Linked DNA regions of Zea mays: region 1 is linked to region 2. The links are chromatin contacts, called in public Hi-C maps. All regions are on one chromosome and are shown on one strand. Each heading gives the region's core, a stretch centred on a gene start, on an enhancer-like site or on the middle of the called end of the contact. The rest is flanking DNA. Distances are from core to core; before and after follow the strand shown.

Evidence for each region. Hi-C and Micro-C count contacts between places; a contact is called where the count stands out from the background.
Region 1: a Hi-C map of tassel shows a contact between it and region 2, with 3 times the contacts expected there. The contact joins the promoter of LOC100281148 here to the promoter of LOC103649922 in region 2. A contact is called at or near these places in 9 of 25 Hi-C or Micro-C datasets (bundle sheath, ear, endosperm and 2 more) and 1 of 3 datasets of contacts at active chromatin or transcription factors (seedling).

What each region holds. Positions count from the first base shown.
Region 1 is chr3:32,337,925-32,343,438 of Zm-B73-REFERENCE-NAM-5.0, forward strand. LOC100281148 reads left to right here and starts at 1,524. Exons shown (of 3, transcript NM_001174200.2): 1 at 1,524-1,769; 2 at 1,885-2,037; 3 at 2,153-2,485. The coding sequence starts at 1,600. The coding sequence ends at 2,246. It overlaps LOC100273036, which reads left to right. Exons shown (of 7, transcript NM_001147485.2): 5 at 100-211; 6 at 464-606; 7 at 890-1,222. The coding sequence ends at 940.
Region 2 is chr3:32,205,236-32,211,239 of Zm-B73-REFERENCE-NAM-5.0, forward strand. LOC103649922 reads right to left here and starts at 4,177. Exons shown (of 3, transcript XM_008675602.4): 1 at 3,648-4,177; 2 at 3,371-3,434; 3 at 2,673-3,257. The coding sequence starts at 3,835. The coding sequence ends at 2,979. LOC103649921 (probable 3-beta-hydroxysteroid-Delta(8),Delta(7)-isomerase) reads left to right here. Exons shown (of 4, transcript XM_008675600.4): 4 at 1-255.

The DNA of each region.
Region 1 (5,514 bases), core at 274-2,773, 130 kb after region 2:
CCTATGTGTTAGAGAGAAAAAAGTACACCCAGATTATTGTGACTTACATCCTTTTTTTCAGTATCTTGAGTTGTACTTACACATTCCTGCTATTCATAGAATATGCAAGATGAAATGACAGATCTGATGGACGTGAGCAATGAGATACAAGAAACTCTTGGTAGAAGCTACAACATCCCTGATGACGTTGACGAGGAAGAACTGATGGGCGGTATGGAAGTCACAATTTCATCTTTGCAATATGACATCTATTTCTGGATTTAAGTCTTCCATAGTTTTTGGCACATCACTTGGTAATATGGTTATTTGCTAATGGTCTAAAACTCCAATTGTTCACATATATTTATACTCTATAAATGGCCTAAATTTTCTTCCTTGCCATCTAGCTAGTGATTTATCGTCTAATTTTTGGAGATGATTCTCGCTTTACTGTTCTTATTATTTGTTTCATTTGACGTTGCAGAGCTAGATGCTTTGGAGTCTGATATGGAATTTGACTCAGCTGCAGTCCCCTCATATCTTCAACCAGATTCTGACTTTGATGCTGACCTCAACTTACCTGCTGCACCAAGTCGCCCTGCAATGGTCCCAGCAGGCGGGCTGCAGGTGATTTATTTGCACAACATTCTTAACTTAGTGTGGTTCTGATTTTTTTTACCCATTGGGAACGAACCAACATTAAATTCAAAATATCTCTGACCTGATGTAGTATTGGTTTGAGTAAAGCACACCATGTAATTTACCAAGATTTATTTTGATGTTTCATTGCATTTGCCATCAAGAATTTGCTTGTTTGCCTAAAAAAAACACGCTTTACCACTTTATTCGGCTAGAAGTTTGCTTGGCTGAGGTGGTAATAAGGGTTATTTGCTTCTTATCTGATGTGCAGGAGGATGAGCTAGGATTGCCAGCGGTGCCTCGGGCATCACTTCGCAGTTAGAAATAATCTTGTGTTTCGATTTTAAGTTGGTGTGAAAACTCTGTAGTTTGTGTCTGAGTCTGAACAATCTAATGCTTTTCGTCATGGTAATGCTTCAGTTTATTGCACTTCCTGTTGCTGCTGACGTTTCAGGTTCCTTTTTTTTGTCATTCTGGAATTTTTCATCTGTCACCTGTCACTTGAGCCGTGTTTGTTTGCAAGTACACGTCACTATACAGCAATTATTCCAGGGGAAAAAATCACTGTACACACCAGTAATTCTCCAAGACAAGTCGGCAGAGTGAACAGAAGACTGAGGGGAAAATATCTTGGAGGCTGTTGTATTCTTGCAATGCAGTATCCTTTTTGCTAGCAATAGCACTCCCTTTTGTTTACAATAATTGAGGCAAGATAACTATCAGGATCAAAGGTGGAAATATCTTTTCCAAGGGGTTCAAAATATCAGGCAACAGGGGTGAGCGGGTCCCCCTTCTCCTTGGTCCAAGAACACCGGTAGAGGGGTACCACATACCAGAATCTTATCCAGAGCAGGGAACCCCTCCTGGCCCTGCAGTATATAACGGAGGGGGTCACCACACAAAATAGATAAGCGTTCCAGATCGTACTGGACCAATCTGCCACCACACTTTGATCACACACAGGAAGTTGAGATCAGAAAAATGCAGGCTGCCGCTACTGCCGCCGGGTTCTCGGCCGTGCTGCCCGCCAAGGGCAGGCCGGCGGCGAGGAGCAGGGTGGTGGCCCGTGTCCCCGCCACAAGGAGGAGCGTCCGTGTAGCTGCCGTCGTCGCGACCGAGGCCGCGCAGATCGACTACAGCTCAAGCGTCTCGTACGTGTTCCCTGGCCTTGATCAACAAACAACCAGTCGGTGTAGAGCTAAGTTCTGGATGGTATGGTTAGAATTTGGGTCGGTGACACTGACACGCATGTTGGTGACGCTGCAGGGTGTTCCCGATGGAGGCCTGCGACCTGCTTGGTGGCGACGCGTGCAACGGGCCCATGTTCCCGGAGGCCAAGCCCGCCTCGGCGGCGGCGGCGGCGAGCAGGAGTGTGGTCGGGGTGGACAGGGACTACCTGTCCTACGACGAGCCAAAGACGTAAGCAGCAGCTAGCAACTAGCATAGGATAACCCAGCTTTTAGCACCATCTGTTCTTGGTGATTCGTCGAGGCAGCAAACTAACTGTGGCCATGGTGAATCCACTGGACTGCAGGGTGTTCCCGGGCGAGGCGTGCGATGACCTTGGCGGCGAGTTCTGCGAGGCGCCGTACCAGGACGGCGTCTCCAAGGAGCTGGCGCACGCCTGAAGACCCTGATCCATCCATTTCTGTCCACCACGCTATGTACGTATGTGTAGCAGATGGTTTACATCTACGTGTTAGAGCCCGGAGAGCTGGAGAAGCTAGCTAGCGTGCTTACAGAATAACAGCAGCCAAGCAAAGCCAAGGGTGTGTATATAATAGGCATGCCTTGGGTTGTGTCAGCTGCGACTGTATGTATAGTTTAAACCAAGATGAAATGGTACTGATGGTGATATTCCGTGTTTTACGATACAAAGGCTAGAAAATAGATTTTGCCTGGATATCAGATAGCTTTCAACTACCACAAAATATTATTTCTACCTGAAACATTGACCGCGTTGATTTATTTCAACTACTGCACAATATTATCCTACAAAAAAAAGGTAAGCGCAGAACTAGGTTAGCTGTAGCCTGTGCCCTGTGGCCACCAAAGCATGAATTTCAGTACTGAATTACTAGCTCCAAGCAATGCCCAACAATACTGAGTTAGCTAGCTATTCGTTTTGTACATGTCAGCAATAGTCTTAATTATGTGGCAGAAAGAGAAAGCAGAAAAAAACAAAGAGCTAGTGAGCACTCCGTCGCTCGTCTCGCACAGAAAAAGAGGGCCAAATCGTTAATCTTATCGCTTGCTACTATCTATTTGGCACACGTTCTTGCTGCTTGAGTTTAGATCCACTTTGGACAGAGCCACCTCCCACCCTGCCTGTTGCGAACTGCTCCAGTGTCGTATTAGTTATCCTTTAGTACAGCGATATGTCTTCAAAATATAACTTTGACCAATTATTTTGTTAAAACCCAAATAAACTCTTAATACAATTATACTTTTATAACCTTGAGCCCATTAGAGGTGCGACTAAGTGTCACGCACGTCTCTAACCTCTATTTTAATAGCAGACACCACCACATTAGGATTTGAGTTTTGATTAGATCATATCTGTCATCGAACATTTCGTCGTTCATCGGTTTGTGAGACCTCAACTCGTAATCAACACAGTTTTGGTTGTGTTCTATCTGTTCTTGCTTGTGTTCTTGATTGCGTTTGCAGGGATAAGCCTTCGTGGCGAAGTCACTTATGTGTAACGGGTGATAACCAACGGGGTCGTGGTGTAGTGATTGCGAGGATTCGTTCGCTCGGAGCCTTGGATCATCAGTCGAAATCTCCGCCCAATCAAGTTATCATACCTCACGGAAGATCGTGCCTCATCCTCTATCAGGAGAGGCTAGGGACGACGTTTGAGGGGGCCAGGTCAGTAGCAGCGAGTGAAGTTGCTAGGGCTGCGGCTTCCGCTGCCCGGGAGGTGGCCAGGCCGTCGCCGGCAGTAGCCACGCCTGGGCTGGTCGGGGCGACAGTTAGGGTGGCAACGCCCACGGCCAGGGCCGCGTCGGCGTTCGGGCCTGTGGGAGAAGGGGAAGGGCTGGCATGACGAGGAGCAGCGGTGTACCGACGGGGAGGTATGGCGGCGGCTACCGGGGCCGGTGGCAGGAGGGAAAGGAGGGCCAGCAGAGGGGCAACGACGACTAGAGGTGAGGAGGGAGGGAGGCAGAAGAGAAAAATCTAGCTTTTATACCATGTGGGAAACCCTAATCCTATATTAGGTTGGATGTTGTATTAATAAACTTGAGTTAACTGGGCCTGGCCCATTACATGTGGATGAGGGAGTAATTACACAGTAAAAACCCCAAACCCTAAATGAGTATTCTAACATATAGTATATCTTGGTGTTGTCTATGCACTTGAAACATTAAAAACTACCTTCTAGACAATATACAGTAATGCTAGCCTTTTCTGGTAGCTCCAAGAGTGACGTTGGATCTTTCTAGCTAGCAGTTAACTAGGACCATTAATCACATCCTTATAAACCCAACAAAATACTTCCATTAGTTATTTCGCATTCTGTTTTGTCGGTTAAGACACAATGTAGTGCACGATCAGATTTAATATAGATAGTCATACAATTAAGATGTGAGTTTAATTGAACAACTTGGTCATCTAGTGCCACTAGATGCTAAATTTATATGCATCACATATAAGCGGCACACGTGAGAGCAAGTAAAAAAGGTTTATTGAGAACACTTTGAAAACACTAACTTGGCTCTAACATGTTTGGCAAAAAAAAGAGTTAGATGAGAAAGTACCATCGATGCAAATTTTCAAAGTACACCAGTGAGACACTGGATATGAAAATGGCCCAATTTTAGTTCACATCTTTCGGCCGAGCACCATGGTGTCTGTTGTGCACCAGATAGGATGTACCAGAGGTATTCGATGAGGCACTAGATGGCCTATCGGATAGGGAACTCAGAGAACATGTTGAACACTTAACTTTAGCCTTATAAGGCGCTAGCCGTGTTTAGTGTGGCACGAGGTATCACACTGGATAGGGCACTTCAAGACCATGTTCTTTTGTGCGGATCAGTCCAACACTCATTAGATGTGTCCGGTGAAGTATCCGATGAGTGCACCAGATATCTGACAAGTTTAATACTAGTTCGATTGAAAGGGCGCCGACACATCTGGTGTAGAGACCAATGAAGCATCAGACAAATTTGGGTCCCTAATCTCTATTTTCCAAATCATAATGACAGATTCCTTTATGAGGTTATAAGTAGATGGCATGGCCAACCTTAGCTGGCATCCTTCGACCACTAACACTTGCATATATTTCTTGAGCCTTGAGAAACACCCTCCACTCACTTGCAACACATAGTTCATGACTTGAGTGAGATTGGGACACTCCTAGTGGGACCAAGTAACTCGGTCCTAGTCGGGGAACTCAGACTCGGATTGGTCAACTCAGATTCGGTTGAGTAACTTGTACTCGGATTCCGGGAGACTTGGCCTAGATGTCAGAACTAGATCAGCGTACGTGAACAAATAAGGGAAGATATTGTTTCCTAATAAGAGTTATCTCTTTATGATACATGTACGTCCCGATTTATAACCCACATGTAAAGATAGATATAGATCTCCTAGATTATAGAGAGAACAAATTTATACAGATGTCGTTATGTGGTACAATACCAAATAAATTTCCTGTTATCGTCCCTTTCCTTGGACTATAAAGTGAGGGACGAGACGCCTCAAGAGGACATGAAAGAACATTAGATCATAAAGCAATAGCCACAAATATACAAGACGTAGGGTATTGTCTCGCGTCGAGAATCTAAACTTGTCTAAATTCTCATGTTTCATTGCGTTTGCCTTCGATTCTCGATTTCGTGATTCACCCGTATAAATTCACTACCGAAAAATCCTCGACAATATTATCGA
Region 2 (6,004 bases), core at 2,927-5,426:
CACAAAAATGCAATGCATGTTGTGCAAGAACGGGCAAACCATCATGACCGTGTAGTTTGCGAGAAGCAAACCTTGTACCTTTTTGTGAAAACTGTGCTGTTTCACCCATCTTGTTCAGTCGTATGCATGCCAGGGTGACTGGGTGAGTGCATATATATGCAATTATGCACACATATCTGCATCGTGTTTCAAAAAAAATGTATACCTGATCTTTAAGGTGACATACATTTTACATTGAGTTAGTGTTGATGATGATCCGGGCGTCAATCACTGCGATGAGAATCGACGGCGGTGCTTCTCTGCGGAGGCACGAACGATCCGCAGCCAAGGGCTGGATGGTCCGTGACCTGGCGCAGAGATCCTAAGGTGTCTTCGGATCGGCAGGCTATCCAAGACACCTCTAATCAACGTAGAGTCGAAGATATATGAAGATTTAGAGAGAGAAATCTAAGTTAATGTCTACTCTAAGGGAAAAATGTAAAGAACTAGATGTATATTGATTGATTGATCGATTGTTCGAGGTTCAATCGGTCGTAGCCCTTCATCTATATAAAGGGGAGGTCTGAACCCGTTACAAGTCCGTTCCCGAATTAATTCTGCAGATTTAGCTAACAAATCTCGTATGAAACTTGGAATCCTAACTGGTTCTGCGCACGCGCGGATAGTCCACGCTACTATGGCGGACAGTCCGGACCACGGACCGATCTAACCTTAGGGTCGGACCATCTGCTCGTCATTTTGGTGCTCAATATATGTCCCCCTGTCTTTTGGTGGAGCTTGAGCGAACCAAAAGCACTAACATAGGCCGAACCAAAAGCACTAACATAGGCTGAAATCAACTCGATGTGATCACGTGGTTTTTTAGACATCTTGCCATATACTGAGATGGTACTGTTTGAGGAAACGCCGTTTAACGCCTTACACAATCCCGTCTGGCCTTATTGTTTAGGCCCCGCGCATTCCAAACTAGGATATAGGAGAGATTCGTTGGGGACAGGGATAAAAAAACGACCAAGAACACATGATTAAGAATCCACTAGAAGTCCAGGTATTCTGAATTCAGCACACCGTATTCAACCTGCTAGCCAAAAATAGTGCAAGTGCAGCGAGGTGGGAATCAGTAAGGTGGTGGTATCCTTCAAAACCCTAAACCGTCAACACATTCTTTCATGAAGACAATAATTGATGCTAAAAAGGCTAGAAATAAGACTGGTGGACTTTGGGGCACGAAAGCTTACATGAATAAGACTGGTATGTTTTTATACAGTTTACTTCATTGACCGAAGAACACACAGCCATTTGCTCCTGCTTCTCTACATATAGTTGTCATTTGTCAAGTAACAACCTCTGTTTTACTATTTTGTACTTTGACAAAAGGAAGTTTGCTTTATAACTCTCTAATATTATTTCTTCCCGCTAATCTAAAAAAAAATCATTTTGTTTTATTGTTTGTTTAAAGTGTAATTTCCTGTCCAACTTCTTCATTGTAGCTCAAATATGTCAAAGAAAAATACTACAACCAGGAGCAAACTCCATACTTCCCGATTTAAATATGTCAAAAAATGCACCTGCTCATAAGAATGGGAACAGCTCGGAAGGCAAACACATGGGGATTCAGAGTGTTTGACTTGCACATAGACTTAAGTTTCTATAATACAATTAATTTGTGTGGTTTCCTTGATTACCCTTATACTTAGTGGGTGGAGAAAGAGACATTAATCAGTAGGTCATATAACCAATGACATGGTGAGTAATTTTTGTGCAACTTCACAATGAGGTATGAAAATAGTGTTTTTCAAGCACCCTTCGAGGAGCTTCAAAAATTTTATGAAATGGTATCTAGTTTCAGTTTTTTAACTAGAGCTTGTGGAGTTGGACTTGTTTAGATAGAAGAAGCTGAAATAGACTTGAAATTCTTGAAGTAAAGCTCTCCCAAACAGGACCTAAATAAAAGATGCAGTGGCCTCAGTTTGACCGTGTTCGTGTTGAACCCCTTAAACATCATCGTTCCTTATGCCCGTTTGGTAGGGCTCTTTCTCTGCCAGCTTCAACCATGACTCCTCCAAAAATAGCTATTTCCTTATTTTCAGAAAGAATTCTAAAAAGAAAACCATGTTTTGTTGATATAGCTCTTCATGCAACTTGTCCTATGATATATCGTCGACGAAAAGAAAAAAACATGAGAGAGAAGTAGCTCTTTTTTGGTTCTCGGCTCCTGCTGGTTTTTTTGGAAGAGTTCCTCCTTTTCTAGAAATTGCCCGTCAAAGAGCCTCCCATTTGGTAGATTTTATCAAAAAGTCGTTGGAGAAGCCTTTAAACAAGCCCTATCAAAAAGGGACTTAGAGCCGGTTTGGTTTGCTACCTAATTTGTTCTATTTTATCTAACTTTTGTTTAAGGTTAGTTTTTTAATTCGAATGTGGCACAGGTAGCCATTTAGAGTCTGTTTGGTTTGCTACATAATTTGTTCTATTTTATCTAACTTCTTCTTAAGTTTAGTTTTTTAATTTGAATGTGACGTAGCTAACTACGAATCAAACAGACCCTTAGTCACCTCATCAAGCCATCATCAGTCAGTTTCTCCACAAACCAGTAGCGTTATTTGTTCCCCAGAATAGAGAGAGAGAGAAGACTATTGAAGCTCCAGAATTTTGACCTGCCCGGATGATTTGGCTACAGCATGAATATATCTAGGAAAAAAAATCAAAGCTACATATATAGTTTCCTTCGTATGACAAAACAAAGATGCATCCATAATAACTGAAAACTCGATGCTGCATCTTACTTCCCGAATACCAAAAAAAAAGTAAAAACGCTCTATTCACAGGCTCCTCCTTCATTATCCATGCAACTCCAGCTACATTTACTAGACACACATAAATCATACTGCTCAATGCAATTGTGAAGCTTCAGATGGCAGCAGATTCAGAAGGGCAAAAAACGCGACTCTGATCAGGCTACGCCACCACGGCGATTCGATTCACACAAGGAGCGGCGTAACTGCGTAGTGGGTCTCCGAGTTGCCACAGGCAAAGCCTTCGATCCTCACTTTCGGGCTGCTGCTAACGCCGCAGGATGGCGAGCCTGCCTCAACCTTAAGCTTGACGTGGGAGCTGCTCCCTAGGGGAGACATGGATGGCAGCGCTCTTTTACCGAACTGCGGGTCATGGACGACAGGGTTGTTAGCGCGCACTGGAGGCGAGCCGCATAAAAAACCCGCCTGGCCGCTGCTCGAATCTGCTCCATCTGAGAAGTCATTCTGAAAAAAAAAACATGAAGCCGGTTATCAAGATTTAATCATCATCCATGGGAGTTTTTTTTTTTTTGCGCTGCTTGTATCCAATCAATGAGCGATCTTTTTCCGACAAATACCTTGCTGAGGATAAGATCATCGAGTATGTCGCAGGCGGAGGCTGGTCTGTACGGCGGAAGCGCACTGCAGATGCGGGGAGTAAAGAGGTTCAGCAAAGAGGGTCGTGATTAGTAGTACTACCAGACTAGTAATCTTTATCATTGAACACATCCATTCTGGACAAAATAGTTAGATGCGCATGCACCAGGGCGTTGCAGGTTGCAGCAATTATTTGCAATCTTGGCACCATCAGGATTGCCGGACAGAAAACGTGATAAAGGTAATCCAAGAACTAACCAATTCGACCTGGGGATGGCCTTGTTTACTGAAACGGCGAAGGGGATCCGGGCGGCGCGGCGAGGCTGGGGGCAGAGGACCTCCGCCCGGGGCGGCAGCGGCAGCGCGTCCATCTGCCACAACCTGGACCTCCTCTCGGGCACTGCCTCGGCCCTCGAGATCGGCTGCCTCAAATAGCAGTGCTCCATGCCTGACGCTCGGCTCGGGGCCTCCTCAAACCCAAGATCGGGAGGAACTGGTAGTCCGCTAGATCGGAATTCGGAAGGAAGTGGTTGCAATTTATTGAGCAAGCCAGGAACCAATGCGCGTACAAAACAAAACCAAACTGGTACAAGGAGTCCGCCTTTTTCTTATCAACACCGCGATGGCCCACCCCCCAAAACACAAGGATGGGAAACTTTCGTTTACGGCATTGCATTCCTCCGACTGGGAAAAGGAGGAAGGAAATGCAATGCTCAGCTGGGTGCCAAAAGAGGCGCCGCCTTTCTACACGGCAAACGGAACGCATTCTCGTGTTTCTTTCCATTCCAGCCATTTTTCTTTTCCGTGAGGGCTGAAGTTCTCCAGCTGTACACAGATAACCTAATCCACAAGCAGATCTTGAGGCAGCAGCGTGAGAGGTGGCGATAATTCACACGATCTCGACATCAAAGGTAAGTGTTCCACTGAGAAATATGGCATAGGATCTCCGGAAGAGAAAAAAAAAACCTGCATCAATCGAATAGACAGAGTTATTTGGAACCGTGATATCACCAACACCGGGCTTCTGAAAATTAGTATCCCGAACAGAGCAATTGGAATTGTAGTATTATAATCTGTTGAACTTCAGAATTGTAGTATCTGAGTCAGTTTTAGCCCAGTAATCCTTATTGTTACGGCAGTCCGTTTCTTGCAACGGATCCACGGGCGCAAAATCTCCAGAGCGCGAGAGTTTAGGTGGTCGAATATGTCTTCCACCACCTCTCTTGAAGTGCTAGTACATTTACCATCCGTGTTGCAACGCGGTGCCAGATGCTCGAGCTTGTGCATCCTCTGAAGCTGCATCTTCTCGGCATCCTTCTTAGAGATTCTGTCGACATTATCCACGCCTAGTGTTCTCATGTTCTCCAGACCCTGGAGCTCCAAGACGACTTTACTATTTTTTTCGTTGCAATATACCTTGGCAATGCTTCGATCTTAGTCAGTAATCTAAGGCCGCTGGGCATCCTCTGAAGCGATGAGCATTCGAGCACATTTAGCTCTTTCAGATTTCTCATGGTGCACATTTAGCTCTTTCAGTACCGCACGCCGCCCTGCAGGAGCTTCAGGTGGTCGAGGTCACGGAGGTAGTCGGCGACCGCGCCCACGGACTGGAGGAGGTCGGCGCGGGCATGGAGCGTCGGGATGTAGGCAGGGTCCAGAGCCAGCGAGCGGTTGCAGTCCGCGATGGCGTCGGCCGGACGGCCACCGGCCTGGAACGCGGCGGCGAACGGGTGCGGCAGCACGCCGCGCCGCGCCTCCAGGATCTTGGTGAAATGGCGCACGGCCTCGGCAGGGAGGCCGGCATCCAGCGCCGCCATGGCAGCCGCGCGGCGCCGGAGCAGGAGCTTCACGTGCGCCAGGAGCTAGGACACGGCCTCCGACTTGGATGTTTTGCCGGACGGGACGGAGGGAGCCGCGGTAGCGGTGGCGGACGACAACGAGAAGCTGTCGCTCCTGCACGGCCGCCGGCTCGGACGTCCACACGTCGAGCGCCGCCGCCGCTCCTGCACGGTCGTGGAGAATTCTCGCGCTCTGGAAATTTTGCGCCCGTGGATCCGTTGCAAGAAACGGACTGTCTTAACAATAAGGATTACTGGGCTAAAACCGACTCTGATACTACAATTCCGAAGTTCAACGGATTATAATACTACAATTCCAATTGCTCTGTTCGGGATACTAATTTTCAGAAGCCCGGTGTTGGCGATATCACGGTTCCAAATAACTCGAATAGACAGGTAGGTCTCTCGTGCCCTTCAAATCAAATATAAATTTTACCGGAGCACATCTTTCTATACTTAATCTATTAAGAACATAATATGACGCCTAACGATACCATAACTACGTCCCACGCCTCTTGACCGTACGATCGTCTCCCCCACCCTATGTCTGTACGACCATCTACCATGCCACCGCCTCCCCTTCGCGCTCGACTGCGCACGTGCCCCCACCCCCATGACCTTCGCCTCTGCGTCGTCATTCCTCCCGAGAACCCCACTTCGTGCCCCCCGGCAACCTCGTTCCCCTCCCGCGACCTCCGCCTCCGTGTCGTCTGCCCCCAACCCCACCCCCCGAGAACCCTGCTCCCCCAGGGGACCTCGCTTCCCCGCCACCATGCC